2 separate regions of the Sus scrofa genome follow, and region 1 is linked to region 2. Evidence: chromatin contacts called from public HiChIP or PLAC-seq data. All regions are on one chromosome and are shown on one strand. Each heading gives the region's core, a stretch centred on a gene start, on an enhancer-like site or on the middle of the called end of the contact. The rest is flanking DNA. Distances are from core to core; before and after follow the strand shown.

Region 1 (2,708 bases), core at 147-2,646, 170 kb after region 2:
TGTCCTTCATCCTGGTGAAGAGCCTGAATAGGGCAGCAGAAAAGGTTTCCAGGATGAGAGGGGGATAATATTCAGTGCTGGGAGGAACTCCTGTGGTGAATGCCAAGAAGATTGTTTTGTGCAAAGGGCAGTCACTCCCGTCCCCAGGGAATGGAAGGAAAACCAGCTCCTTGAACAAAAAAAGATTTTACTTTTCAGTGGATTTGGCCAGGCCACTTTCTTCCATTTTTTAACTGATTTTATGAGAGATCTGGTTGACCTAGGATGTTGACACAATATACGACACAGTTTGTGGTTCAGATTGGTATAGAAGTGACTGTTCAATGGTTCATGAGATCCAACCTCAGGATAAAATGCCCCTCTACCTAAAGTTCAGAGACAAGAGCCATCCGCTTTATTCCTACTGCTTCAACCTCTTTCAAACCCCATCACAGCTAGTGCATTTCTTGGTGTATTTCTGTCATCACATTCACCATCTAAGTACTATAATGCTTTCTTCTTCCTTGTCATCACTGGGTAAGTTTCTAGGCCCAAAAGCAGACAGAGAATGCACAACTGATATTAAAACAGAATATTACATTATACTACAAGCAGTGTGGAGGCAAATCCTGTTTGCCTCCACAACAAACGCTGTTGTTACACTGTAGTTTTTCCTGACTAAAGGTGTTGAAAAATGCGTCTCCAGGGAATGCTTTTCCATCACGTGTAGCCGCAGAGCTCCACCTCAAAAATATTATGGTGCTTGTGAACCTCACTTCCTGCCATCCACTTTCTATTTTCCAGTGCTTTCCTTTTCGGATATTTTTTTTTTTTCACACCTATTACAAAGCATAAAAACAGAAATAATCTGCTCTCACTCTGTTCAGAAGGGGAGATAAGGAAGAAAGGATACTAGCATAAAAAAAAATAAAAAGCTCTGCTTACGTACACCCTTTGACCGATTTATTCATTCAGTAAATATTTATGGAGGGCCTACTCTGCCAAGTGTGGTAACAAGTACCAGTTTACAGCGGAGAAAAAGAAAGACAAGATTCTCGCTTTGTGAAATATTCATTTGTCAGCGGAAAGAGAATGGACAATAAACAAATAAGTCCATGAAAATATCAGATTTTTTATTTTTGATTACAGAGTCTCCTAGACAATAATAAACACTGCGAAGAAAATAAGGCAGTGATGGGATGGGGGCATGGGGGAGAAGGAGGGAGAGGGACTTTCGATTCGGGTGATAAGTTCTCCCCGAGATGATGTTTAGCTAAGACGTGGACGTTAAGAAGGAGCCAAATGCTCGAGATCCAGGAACAGAGGGTTCCCAGTGGAAGGGACAGCGAATGCAAAGCTCTGAGGAAAGAGAGCTCTTGGCTAAGGTGTCTGGAGCAGAGCCAGCTAGGGAGGAAGCAGTGTGGGAAGAAATCTGAGAGGTGGCCAGGGGCCGAATTGCATAGCCCAAGGGAAGAATACGGCCATAACTTACCCTGTTTGTGAAAGGGTAAGAGCGCAGATATTCAGCAGGAAGAGGGAGTGCAGCCTAAAGGTGGGTAAAGATCAAACGACTTAGGGGGGGAAATGGGGTCATAGATACAGCTCTCACTTTGAATCTATCTCTAAAAATAGGACATGGCAGCCTTGAGCAGAGTCAGGTAGCAAATCTGTCACCTTCTTGCACATGTGGGTATCAGCCTCTCCTTGTACCAGTGTATTGGAAAGACAATATCCTGAAATACTGTTAGGAAATAATACGTTTTACTCGTTATACCCACAATGTGGCTATAAAGAGTAAAGATCCACGTGGTTATAATGTGTTATAAACCAGCAAAGATCCACAGGCGGGAAGCAAAGAGTGGAAGAGAAGGTTCAAAATGAAACAATTCCATTCAGACGGTAAGATAAGGAACTACTTAGTTGTCTCTTGAATGTTATAATAACATTTTCATAGTAAAAAAAAAAAAAATCGGGGTTTTTTTTTTTTTTTGGCTTTTAGGGTATAAAAGCATACATTTACAACTAAGAAGAAAAGTTTTCAGTACTTGAAAACCAGAAAGTTAATTTCGATTCTCATTCAAAGTATCTCATTTGGTCTAGGTATTATAGAGCACCATGAGATATAATGATGGTAATTTGAATTAATAGGTTATCACTTTACAGAAGTCTAAAAGATTTTAAGAGAGGGACAGGATTCAATGAGCATCCAGCTGTTCATCAGTTAATTGAGTTCTTTAAAATATACAGTAAGTGTTAGATACTGTTATAAAGATTCTCAGTATGAACCAATCACAGGGCAATACCACACAAGATGCCTGCTTTATGAATTTTGTGCTCAGCATGTTTTCCAACTGGCTTATATTCCTTAGGAGATAAGTTGTTCCCAAAATAATTAAGCACTTACATCTTTAATGTGTTTTTGCAATCTGGCCTAATGATGTGACAGAGGGAATGGCCAAAGTGTCATATGGCCTATGGATATGAAACTGTCCCAAGTGACCAGCTGTCCTTCTGTTAAGATGGCTCCACATTGATTATCAACTTGTGTGTTTACTGTATCAGTTTTCTGGAGCTCTGAATTGTTTTAGATATATTTTTAATGTTTCTATCAAGAATAGGAGTTCTTCCTAGGTGTAAATCTTTGAACAATGATTTCTTAGCTCTGATGTCAAAAGAAAAAGCAAGCAACAACAGGAAAAACAGATAACTTAAACCTCATCAAAATTAAA
Region 2 (2,833 bases), core at 334-2,833:
AATCCCTTGTGATGAAGCACGATGGAGGATAATGAGAAAAAGAATGTGTGTATGTGTGTGTGTGTGTGTGTGTGTGTGTGTGAGACTCAGTCACTTTGCTGTACAGTATAAAATTGGCAGAACACTGTAAACCAACTATAATGGAAAAATAAAAATCATTAAAAAATAAATTATCAAAATTAAAAAAATAACAAAGTCAATAAAACTATTGGGATTTTCTTTTCTACCACGATTTTTAAAAGACTTTGAGCCTTTGGTCGAGGTAGATGAAGAGTGTGATATGAAATACATACTACTTTCTGGATCGACCTTTGTTCTGACCATTTATTTATTTACTATATTTTTCATTTTGTAAAGTGTTTTTGATTTACAATGTCATGCCCTTTTCCGCTGTGCAACCAAGTGATTCAGTTATACATGTACACACATCCATTCTTTTTCAGATTATTTTCCCACGTAGAGTTCTCTGTGCCATACAGCAGGGCCCTGTTGGCCTGATGTTCCACATACCACAGCGTGCACATGCCAATCCCAACTCCCCAGTCCATCCCTCCCCTTTGGTAACCATAAGTTTTTCAAAGTCTGTGAGTCTGTTTCTGATCTGCAAACAAGTCCTTTTGTAGCCTTTTTTAGATTTCACAGAGAAGCTCTGACCTTTGAAAAAACAGCAATATTTAAAAGGACAAATTGTTCCCCACTGGTCCGCCATAGTAAACATAAGCCACTAGGGGGCAGTACAACGCAGAAAATCGTAGGCATTCGGCGTCAGGGCTCTGCCGCAAATATTGAGACGCACTTTGTTATATCGTGTTTAACGTAAATTAACCAACATAAACTACAGCAAACTGGCGAATTGGGAGCTGTTAATATCACTCTATGGCTGTTTTTAAAGACAGCATTTTAAACTTTATGGTGAAATTCATTGCAAGGAATAAAAATTCTGAAATGTGGGGCTTTCTCAGCATTTCAGGAATTTCACAAGGTTGTTGAAAAAGTGGAACAATCAAGTCCAATGTTTTTTTAAAAAATAAGTGCTAGGAGTTATTATTGTGGAAAAGACATATAGCAAGAGAAAAAAAGTCTTATTAATTTTGTTCCATTTTTAATTTACTTTTAAGGCTGGGCTAGGGAAGAATCTTTTGCCTCACTGTCAGGCACCGCACCTTGTGACCTGAGACATACCCGGTGATCCCAGGAGAAGGGGACGGCCTCAAGCAGTAAACGACACTTTCTGGATCCGTGGAATCATCCTCGCTGGGTTCATCTTCCTTCCCACAGATTCTGCGAGACTCCAGTTCAGACCCTAACCCCAGCCCCCACCTACATTTTCCCTCCATCGCCAGACCTGTTCCCAAGGGGACCCAGGACAAAGTGGTTGAGTTCGGTGTTCCTGGGAGGTTGTCCCTTCCCTTGAGTGGGAACGTGGGGCTGTTCCCTCCAGGAAATGAGACCCCAAAGACTCACTCGCGGGGCTTCTGACTGCTGGCCCCAGTGCAGGTGGAAACTCAGTCGCTGCCAAGACCGCCCCCCTGGGGCAGGGGTGGGGTGGGGAGAAGATCGTGGGGGAAGGGAACCCAAGGAGGTTCAGGGCAGTGCAGCTGCAGGAAGGTATTAGGGAAAACAGCGACATATCACGTGCACATGTCAATGAGTTGAGATTTCTGAGCAGACCTTTCTTGCAAAGCTCTTCTCCCTAGGCACAGCTACATTTCAGCTGCCACAGAATTTTCTATAAAAGCAGCAGATTGGTAGGTTTAGTTTTTGGGGTAACTGGGCTTAAAGAGGCACCTTGCAATTCTTGGTTTTTACATCTCACTTATCTTTTTATCTGGTATCTGACATAGAAAAGGCAATCAAAACAATACAGAACTTGGAGTTCCCACTGTTGTGCAGTGGGTTAAGAATCTGCTGCAGTGGCTTGGGTCACTGTGGAGGGGGGGTTCAATTCCCAGCCCTGTGCAGTGGGTTAAAGGATCCAGTGTTGCCACAGCTGCAGTTTGGATTCATTCCCTGGCCCAGGAACATCCATTTGCCACCAGTGCAGGCATAAAACAAACAACAATAACAACAAATAAACAAATAAAAAATAGGAACTAAAAGAATTAAAACCTAGTTTGTGTGTTGTGTGTGTATTGCCTCCGGATCATGCTGCTTGCATTAACCAATTTCTTGTATGCTGTCTCTAAGGCAGAACTTTAAAAAATATTGATGCCTAGGTCCTCTGTTCAGAAGTTTTGATGAATATAGCCTGTACACTGTTTTGTTTTTTGGGTTTTTTGTTTGTTTGTTTGTTTTTTAAGTTTCAGGAGATTCTAAATGCAGCCAAGACTGAGAGCTACTGTCTGTACAAATTCTTCCTTTGCACCAATTCTTTCTTCAGCTGTATCTGAACTACACTCTTACCTGTTCATTGAAATTTTAATTTAAATGCCTATGTTTTCTTCTAATTTCTAAGACATACATTTTAAAAAATTAATATTTTTTTGTCATGGTGCCATTTTCTTGTGTTCTCAATATCTTCTTTTATACCTCTAATAATTTAAAATCTATTTATTTTACAGTTTCTATTGGACAATCATTTTATCAGAAAATCTCAGAGTTCTACTCCGAATTTTTTGCATGGGCTGTCTCTCGCTTATGGTGACTTGTTTTATAGTTTTGCATGTTTTATAATTTTTATAATTTTATAATTTTAAAAATAATTTTATAATTTTGCCTGTTTTATAATTTTGGATAGTGAACCAAACTTAAGCAGAGCTCTATTTTGGTGGCATGGACCCAAGATAATTTTGCCTTGTCTTCTGCCAATGCCAAGCGGTATTTCCACAGGCCT

Evidence for each region. HiChIP or PLAC-seq counts read pairs in DNA pulled down with a chosen protein or histone mark.
Region 1: a contact with region 2 is called in an H3K27ac HiChIP or PLAC-seq map of skeletal muscle, with 5 times the contacts expected there. The contact joins two enhancer-like sites. A contact is called at or near these places in 6 of 47 Hi-C or Micro-C datasets (alveolar macrophages, embryonic fibroblasts, liver and 3 more) and 1 of 2 datasets of contacts at active chromatin or transcription factors (skeletal muscle).

What each region holds. Positions count from the first base shown.
Region 1 is chr15:129,973,410-129,976,117 of Sscrofa11.1, forward strand. It overlaps LOC106506390 (a long non-coding RNA gene), which reads right to left. Exons shown (of 6, transcript XR_002339119.1): 2 at 1-818. Among named protein-coding and RNA genes, the nearest start is that of PID1, 240 kb to the right of the region's middle. Within about 2 kb of position 1,397, at least 23 of the 83 cell types and tissues checked have an H3K27ac peak or open chromatin away from gene starts, as enhancers often do. A contact at or near this core is called in omental adipose tissue and skeletal muscle, where this site is marked.
Region 2 is chr15:129,800,293-129,803,125 of Sscrofa11.1, forward strand. No RefSeq gene overlaps it. Among named protein-coding and RNA genes, the nearest start is that of SPHKAP, 340 kb to the left of the region's middle. Within about 2 kb of position 1,584, at least 11 of the 83 cell types and tissues checked have an H3K27ac peak or open chromatin away from gene starts, as enhancers often do. A contact at or near this core is called in omental adipose tissue and skeletal muscle, where this site is marked.